Regions from separate parts of the Sus scrofa genome. Here all the other regions are linked to region 3. A link is a contact called in public Hi-C data. All regions are on one chromosome and are shown on one strand. Each heading gives the region's core, a stretch centred on a gene start, on an enhancer-like site or on the middle of the called end of the contact. The rest is flanking DNA. Distances are from core to core; before and after follow the strand shown.

Evidence for each region. Hi-C and Micro-C count contacts between places; a contact is called where the count stands out from the background.
Region 1: a contact with region 3 is called in a Hi-C map of skeletal muscle, with 4 times the contacts expected there. The contact joins the enhancer-like site here to the promoter of PRRC2B in region 3. A contact is called at or near these places in 1 of 5 promoter capture datasets (liver), 4 of 47 Hi-C or Micro-C datasets (alveolar macrophages, embryonic fibroblasts, heart right ventricle and 1 more) and 2 of 2 datasets of contacts at active chromatin or transcription factors (alveolar macrophages and skeletal muscle).
Region 2: a contact with region 3 is called in a Hi-C map of skeletal muscle, with 4 times the contacts expected there. The contact joins the promoter of UCK1 here to the promoter of PRRC2B in region 3. A contact is called at or near these places in 2 of 5 promoter capture datasets (fetal skeletal muscle and liver), 5 of 47 Hi-C or Micro-C datasets (heart right ventricle, liver, retroperitoneal adipose tissue and 1 more) and 1 of 2 datasets of contacts at active chromatin or transcription factors (alveolar macrophages).

The regions. Positions count from the first base shown.
Region 1 is chr1:271,400,196-271,402,895 of Sscrofa11.1, reverse strand. PRRC2B (protein PRRC2B) reads right to left here. Exons shown (of 33, transcript XR_002337933.1): 14 at 287-482. Among named protein-coding and RNA genes, the nearest start is that of POMT1, 31 kb to the left of the region's middle. Within about 2 kb of position 1,280, at least 12 of the 83 cell types and tissues checked have an H3K27ac peak or open chromatin away from gene starts, as enhancers often do. A contact at or near this core is called in skeletal muscle, where this site is marked.
Region 2 is chr1:271,452,441-271,455,140 of Sscrofa11.1, reverse strand. It overlaps UCK1 (uridine-cytidine kinase 1), which reads left to right and starts at 1,330. Exons shown (of 7, transcript XM_003122250.4): 1 at 1,330-1,571; 2 at 1,959-2,118. The coding sequence starts at 1,464.
Region 3 is chr1:271,335,435-271,338,134 of Sscrofa11.1, reverse strand. It overlaps PRRC2B (protein PRRC2B), which reads right to left and starts at 1,355. Exons shown (of 33, transcript XR_002337933.1): 1 at 1,140-1,355.

The DNA.
Region 1 (2,700 bases), core at 31-2,530, 65 kb before region 3:
GAGAGAGGAGAGAGAGAAACGAATATTGAGAATGGAAAAAGGGACAAAAGGACGCAGCAGAATACAGAACTTAAAGCAGTTTACAGGCAAGACAGACACTCCTGGTGGCGGGCGCTAGGACCCTACCCTCCTCCTGCAAACAAGGAGGGTAAACTCAGACTGGCGTGAGACTCGCAAAGAGGACAGACGGAATCCAGGGGGTCTGTCGACCTCCGAAGGCAGCACCCTTCAACCGCCTGCCACCCCGGGCTCTCCAGCGGGATGGCCCACTCGGCCACGTGCTTACCTGAGGGGTGCAGGGCCGAGGGGTAGAGGTCCACGGGGGTCCGCGCGGGCGGGATCCGCGGGTCCAGGTAGGAGGGCATCATCATCCAGCGGGGGTCGAAGCCCAGCATCTGAGGGTGGTGCGGGTAGAAGGAGCGCTGCGGGTGGGACGGCGGAGGGTACACGGGCTGCCAGTGCTGCATCTTGTACAGCTGCTCCTGACCAGGAAGAGAGCTCAGGCTGCACGGGGCTGCAAGGGGCTGCACGGGACTGCAGCCAGAGGCTGTGCGTGCGCACCTGCGCTCTTCCAGCCTCCTGTCAGGTGGCACAGAAACCCCGGCCCAGAACAGAAGACCAAAGGGGAGGCCCCAGGGTGTTACAGCGCTCGGGCTCAGGCCCCTCCCAGGACTCATGGACAGTCGCGCCATCATCACAGCTGGGCCTTGGGCTCCTGGGCTGCACAAGGCCGACTGGGTTTTCATGTAGACCACACACTCCTGGAGCTGACCTGGAAAGCACGGCTCCCAGGGCACCGCTCCCTGTCTACACCCACCACCCGGGGGTGCCCCTCCTCTCTTTCCTCCTGACGTCCGTCAATCCGCTCTCCGCAGAGATGCCCTGACCCCAGCTCTCCACCTAGGCGCCCAAATCCCACAGGCTGGCTCGTGACGCCAGGGCCTGGCAGCTCCTGCCCCACCGGCCTCTCTAATCACCTCCCACGACTGCCCAGGCTCTGGGCTCCACGCCTCTATCACCAGACTTGGTACGTAGAAAATTCACCGCACAAAAGGATGAACATAAAGTCTCAATCAAGTGTCAAAAATCAACGCCCGGACCCAGTGAGGGTTCACTGCAGACCCTGTTCCACAGCACCTGTCACCTCCAGGGCTGGCCTCACAGGTGCATCCACAGCCAGCGTCCTGGCAGGACGCCGGCGCAGAGTCAGACGAGGAGGCCAGCCGACCCGGCACGCCCTTTCCTGCCAGCCCGTTGGCACAAGCCCAGCCTGGGCTGGGTTCCCTGGACGGCTCGCCGGCACTTCAGGCACCTCTGGGAGCACTCGGCACTCAGTAAGAAGAGCCCTCCTGGCCCCACAGGAGGCCACAGGCTCTCTGCCCACGGCTCCTCCTCCTGTCTAGACCCCAGGTCCCCGAGGAATCCGACCAGACAGTCCGCCTGCCAGCACGTCCAGACCGCTTGCTGTTCCTAGAGAAGGCTTTTTACCCACCAGTGACCCCAGAAGAGTTACCCAGAGCCGCTGTGACTGCTGTGTCTACCACTGCAGGGCTCTCCCCAGTCATCGGTGGTTCTCAGCAGGCCCAGGGGGAGCGGCACTGAGCCGCTCACACTGCAGAAGCACAATGAACGTGACTTCCTGTTTAGAGCAGAGGATGCAATGAGCTTCTGGAACCCTGCTTAGGAGGATCTGGGGTGAAGGTTCTAAAGGCAAGTACAGGAGATTCTGGGAAAGGCCAGAAACTCTGATCTGTTTCCCCAGGACACCCACACCGTGAAACTTTTTTTTTTTTTTTTTGCTTTTTAGGGCCACATCTGCGGCATGTGGACGTTCCCAGGCTAGGGGTCAAATTGGAGCTACAGCCGCCAGCCTACACCACAGCCACAGCAACGTGGGAGCCGAGCTGCACCTGCGACCTACACCACAGCTCACGGCAACACCGGATCCTTAACGCACTGAGCGAGGCCAGGGATCGAACCCGCAACCTCATGGTTCCCAGTCAGATTCCTCTCTGCTGTGCCATGACAGGAACTCCTGAAACATTTTGACTGGTAATAACTTACTACACATCTAGCTGCCGAGCTAAGGTCTGTCTGTGCGTGATCTCGGTTTCCCGCAAAATGAAAAATAAGCCCCTTCTTTGATTAACTTGTAAGACAAATAAATAACCACCAGGGAGTGGTTCTGGCTGAGAAGGCGAGTGTGCCTACAGAAGACTGCTCTGCGCACAAGAGCCACCCAGTGACCTTCAGAGCAAAACGCAGGTCCTTTTTAAGGTCTATGAAACACAAACAAAGACAACACTGATAAGCCAGCTCACAGGCATCATAAAACCTGCACTGCCTGAGAGGCAGGCATTCATTCCTTCTGGTTACATGGACGTGTCCAAGGACACACGTGACCAGACAAGCGACACCATCAGGACCAGAACCCAAGGCTATCCGATCCAGAACCTTTAGACCTACACCCCACCTCAAAGCTGGCCCATCTCTCTCTCAAGCTCACCAAGCGGCTCCCAAGGCCCTCCTTCCTCCTTAGGAGGCTCCCAGGGTGGGGGCCGCAGTCAGTGCAAGGACTGGCCACGCTGTACCACTCTCAACGGAGAAAGCCACGCAGAGAGCACTACCCACTCCTTAGCAGTATCAGCAACGGGGTCTACAAACCACCACCGAGGTTTTCACTCACAGGGTCAAGTGCCT
Region 2 (2,700 bases), core at 81-2,580, 120 kb before region 3:
CATGGTTCCTAGTCAGATTCATTTCCACTGCACCACGACGGGAACTCCTCTTGGGGTCTGTTGTTGAACCTCTGCCACCATGGGGTGCCCCGGGTTCCATTTGTATGTGTTTATTTCACAGTCATTACATTCACCCCTAACATCTGAGATGTAAGGGACACCATGGCCACATCACTGCCAAGGTCACTCAGCAGAGGCAAGGTTGGAACCCAGCTCTCCCCAGAGCCTGGTGTCCAACCTCACCGTGCTGCCCGGAAGCGTGGGAATGGACCTCCCTGTTTTGAGCTAGAGTTCCTCTCAGTTAGGGGGTGGTTTTCCCACACTGGTCAGCTGCCCTTTCATCAGCTTCCCTCTGCCCAGGTCCCAGGGCTCAGGAGGCCCGCGTCTCCTTGTACCCTCTCTGATCAGCAGAACTGTCCTGTAACCCTTCCCGAGATGGGTTAATGCCTCTGCAGTCACATGGGCAGTGACTTCACCTGATGCCCCCATGTTGAAATAGTCTCTCCTGAATCAAATTGCAACATCATCAAATATTCATGGAGAGCTCACAAGACATTAGGAGCTAGACCTGCAAAGAGAGTCTTGATACCATTGGGGGGAATACACAATTTGAGTCAATGTGTATTTGCCTTCTCTGTGCCAGGCACTGAGAGTGCAGGTGGAACCCAGCTGTTTCTTGGCTCACGGCCTGCCTCCTGCCTGAATCTAAAAAGACGACTTCTGCCCACAAGGTTGAGGAAGCCAGGAACTTGCTGCCAGAGGCAGCAGGGAGCCACGGAAGGCTCTAGCGGGGGAGCGGGTAGGTGACAGCGTTAGAAAACACTACAAAGTGCTAGGTGGCCAGTGTGTAGGCTGGGCTGAAGTGAGGGCGAGCCAAGGCAGGGCTAAGGCTGTGCTCAGCCAGGAGAGGTCGGGCCCTGATGATGCAGGCAGGAGCTGAGCGGGAAGGGGAGGTGCAGAGGTGAAGCCGCGCTCAAGGTGACCGCACACGAAGCAGCAAAACCAGTTCTAGTTTCCGACCAGCTCAGGGGGCTCAGCGCTGGCGCTGGCCCAAGTCCCCACTCTAGCCTTTCAGTCCGGAGGGGATCATTTCCAACGGGTGGAGGGAACCTTCCCGGAGGCTGCCCCGCATCTAGAGATGCCTGCAGCTAGTTACGGTACTGAGTGACTTTTGTCCTTTGCAGCAAAAACACAAACCAAAAACACAAAGCAAAAAACCTGCCACGGAGCGGCCGCTCAGCATCCATTGGGAGCAGCGGCCGGGCCCGGCCCGCGCATGCGCAGCGCCTTCGGCTGCCTGGGACTACAAGTCCCGCCGTGCCCCGCGCGCGCCCGCGGCCGCTTGCCTCCCGGAAGTGGAGCTGGGGGGCAGCGTCTCAGATCTCTGCGCTGGGGCTGGCTGGCCGGCTGGTTCGGGGTGGCGGCGGGAGCGAGGAACCCGATGCGGGCGAGCGGCACCGGGGATGGCTGCGGCTGGAGGCGGGGACTGCGAGGGCGCGGCGCCCGAGGCGGACCGTCCTCACCAGCGGCCCTTCCTGATCGGGGTGAGCGGCGGCACCGCGAGCGGCAAGGTAAGGGGCTGGGCGGCGCGGCGGGGCCTGCGCGTCACCCCGACCCCCGGTCCCTAGGGATTCCGGGGCCCGATGCGGCCTTTGTCCAAAGAGAGACCCCAGCCCCAAGCTGCTGAGGCTGGGGGCGGAGGGTCCCCCGAGGACTAGGCTTGGACCCGGCGCAGGCAAGAGGAGGGGGGAGCCGAGCCCTGGACCCTGGGGGCCACCCCAGACTCCCCGCTGGCCTGGCCTCTCGTGGCTTCTAGGCCTGCGCGGCTCCAGCCAGTGCCCCGAGGCCCTCCCGCCAAGTGCAGCCCCGCCTGCCACTGGCCGGTCTGGCAGCCCCTCAGGGAGTTGCTGGGTCAGGGTGGGCGTTTCCAGGCGGGGATCCTGTTTCTCTGTTCCCAGTCAACTGTCTGTGAGAAGATCATGGAGCTGCTGGGACAGAATGAAGTAGACCACAGGCAGCGGAAGCTGGTCATCCTGAGCCAAGACAGGTTCTATAAGGTCCTGACCCCGGAGCAGAAGGCCAAGGCCTTGAAGGGACAGTACAATTTTGACCATCCAGGTAGAGAGAGACTCCAGGGGTGAGGAGGGAGTGGGGGAGGAGGCAGACCGCAGAGACTGGGTCCGGGTTGGACAGGGATAAGAAGAGACCTGAGTGGTTCCGTGAAATCACCGCGGTGGCGGGCTGCGTGCCTGAGCCAGGAGGTCACTCCCAAGCTCTCTGGGCCCTGGGTGGCTCCCTGGGTTGGACTCGCAGGAAGTCCACACCCCAGGAGGTCTTCAGGACCACTGCTCTGCCCCTAACTTCTGTGGTCATGGAGCTGTCCCCCTGCTTCCTGTGCTAAGGGCCCTCTGCACAGGCCACATCCACTGTGGCCTTTCGTTTCCCCACCCTCCCTGGGGGGCAGAGTCCTCCAGAGGCCAGCAGTGGGGGGCAGCGTGTAAACGCGGACCAGAGGCCTTTGAGGCTCCGTTTCCTGGTCTGGTCAGGGGCCAGCGGAACAGGTCAAGATGGGATGGATAAGGGGAAGAGCCGGGCTGCTCCTGCCTGCTGCTACTAGAAGATTCCGCCCTGTGGCTGGCTCCCATCTTTACTTCATTCCACGGGAAGGAGGCCTGAGAAGCGTCAGTTTAGTTATTTTCC
Region 3 (2,700 bases), core at 106-2,605:
TTAAGGCTTCAGACGGATGCTTACAGAAACCAAACTGGGTGTTATGATGTACAAAGCCACTTAAAGTGCACACAAAACCTTCAAGAAGGGGGGAAAAAAAATCAGGGGCAATTTCACAATCCTGTAAACCAAAGCCTTCTAAAGGTTTCTTTCTCCCGGGCAGCCATTTAGCAAATGACACACTCAGGAGAGCCTCCCAGCCCCCTTCTCCCACTTCCTTCGAGCTAACCATTCCCTGGAAAAACACCTCCTCGGCTTGCCTAAAGGTGGGCTCGGAACTCCCAAGATATCAGAAGAGAAACGAAAAACAAACGCCTTCCCACTTTATGTAGGCAAATGCACTCTTCGGAGGCCCGCGATTTCAACAGTGCTGTGTTTTACTCAGGAGGCAGAAGGGAGGAAAAAAAGAAATAGGAAGAGAGAAAAAAAAAAATCCATCTGGCAGGCCCTGAGAAGCGACATCCTGTTTATTATTAAACATGTTCAGCAACAGAGCATTAAGTGTTTTGAAAATAATCCTCCCGGTCCCGCACTCAAACCGCGGCCGTCTGGGCGCCTGCTAACCCCCCCAGCCCCTCGCACACAGCCCAGAAGCCCCTGACCGCCAACTTCGGGGACCCCCGGGGGACCCGCAAAGGCTCGGCGGCTCCACCCCCGCCCCCCGGGGCCGCTTCGGCGAGCAGGCAAGATGGGGCCGGCGGCAGGAAACGGCCCCCGCGCCCCGACCACCCGGGTCCGGGCAGAAAGGCGGCTCCGGGGACTCGTCCCCCGAGACCCCCGGCCGCGCGGCGCCCAGGCCCGGCCTCCGGGGCGCGGGAGCAGCGGCCCGACCCCGCCGCCCGCCCGAGCCGAGGCCGCGCGGCGCCGCCACAACAATGGCGAGCGGGTCCCCGCCGCCCGCCTGGCCGCCACCCCCGCCGCCCCCGGCCCGGCCCCGCAGGCCAACGGCGGCGGCGCGGGGCGGGCCGAGCCCGGCGCTCGCGGACAAAGGTCGGCCGGGCCCGGGCTCGCCGCTGTCAGTCAGCCGCCGCCGAGACAAAGCCGGCCCGGCCGCGCCGCCTCCATCTTAGCGCCGCGCCCGCCGCCGCCGCCGCCGCCGCCCCGGCCCGGCCCCGCGCCGCCCCGCGCCCCGGGCCCACCTGGTCTGGTTCCGCGGGCGCGACTGGGCCGGGCGATGGCGGTCGGGCGGCGGTCGGGCGCGGAGGCGGCGGGATGGCGGCGGATTGCGAGGCGGCGGCGCGGCTGCTCGCTCGCTCGCTCCCTCCCTCCCCGGCTCGCACGTCGCTCGCTCGCTGAAGCCTCGGAGCCTGTGTCTCGCCGCTCGCCTCCCTCTCGCGCTCGGCTCCCCGCCCCCCGCCTGCCGCCGCCCCGCCTCCTCCCGCCTCCTCCTCGCGCCGCCGCCGCCGCCGCCGCCCGCAGCCGCACCTCCGCCCGCGCAGCGCCCCCTGCCGCGCCTCCCGGGATCCGCGGCGCCCGCCCCGCCCCCGGGCCTGAGGTGGGGGCTGGGGTCCCGGGAGGGGGAGGGGCCGGGCAGAGACGGGGGAGGGGGACAAGGGGGGGACTGGGAAAGGCGGGGTGCGGGGAGGGGCCTGGGGAAGCGGAAAGGGCGCGGAGCGGGGGCTGCAGGGACTGGGGGACGGGGAAGGGGCCTGGGAAGGGGGAACTCGGGAGGAGGGCCCCAGAAGCGGCCAGGGGAGAGAAGGGGGCGTCCGTGAAGCGCTGGGAGGGGAGGAGGCCCAGCGGAGGGGGCGGGGCGAGAGGCGGGGAGAGGGGTCCGGAAGAAGGGGGGCTGGGCTGGAGGGGGCCGGGGGCGGGGGAGGCCCTGTCGCAGGGAGGGTTGGGAAGGGAGGGGGGAGAGCCCGGATCTCCGCCCCCTCCCCCTGCAGAACTGCAGCGCCTGCTGCCAGACCGTGAGCCGGGGTTTGGTTAAAATATGTATTTGATATGTGCACCGAAAGGAAACTGAAATAATACATTGTTAATTCCAAGGCAAGGTTGTTGCACAGTCTGGATACTTTATTCCATTTTCGTAAGAGGAAAAAGAAGAAGTCAGTCCTCCGGAGTGTTTTGTGTATTTGCGTGAATGCAAAACAAAAGGTCAGGGAGAGTGGGCCCCGCTCTTGGTTACCTCCGCGGTCGCAGAGGTCTGGGGAGGACTCTCGATGTTTACTCTAGGTACTTTGGCAATTAGAAAAACAAGCAGTGTGAAAAAGCAAAGACAAAAAGAAATGTATCTGGAACCTGGAATACGAATCATCTTTGGCCCTCGTCCATAATACGCTGTAAAGAGCGAAGAACGCCAGCCGCAGGGGAGTGGTTGATCTCATTCAATCCCAACTCCGGGGCAGAAAATACTTTCCAATTCGCGGGTGACCAAGAGAGACAGACTCTGAGAGGTTAAGTAACCCGCCCAAGGCCACACAGCCGGGCCTGGGAGGAAAGGTCACCCACTTCAGCCTAACTAGGTTTAGAGTTGAGGTTGTGGTAAGCACAATGCCTGGCACATAGTAGGCATTCAGTAAATATTGATTGGTTTCTTGAATGGAGGAATGAGCGTCTGGCCCTTGACCTTGTTGGCGGCGATACAAGGGACTCTGGGACTCTAAGAATCAGAAGTTTGGAGTTCCCCAATGTGGCACAAAGGAACTGAATCCCACCGGGAACCATGAGGTTGTGGGTTCGATCCCTGGCTCAGGTCCG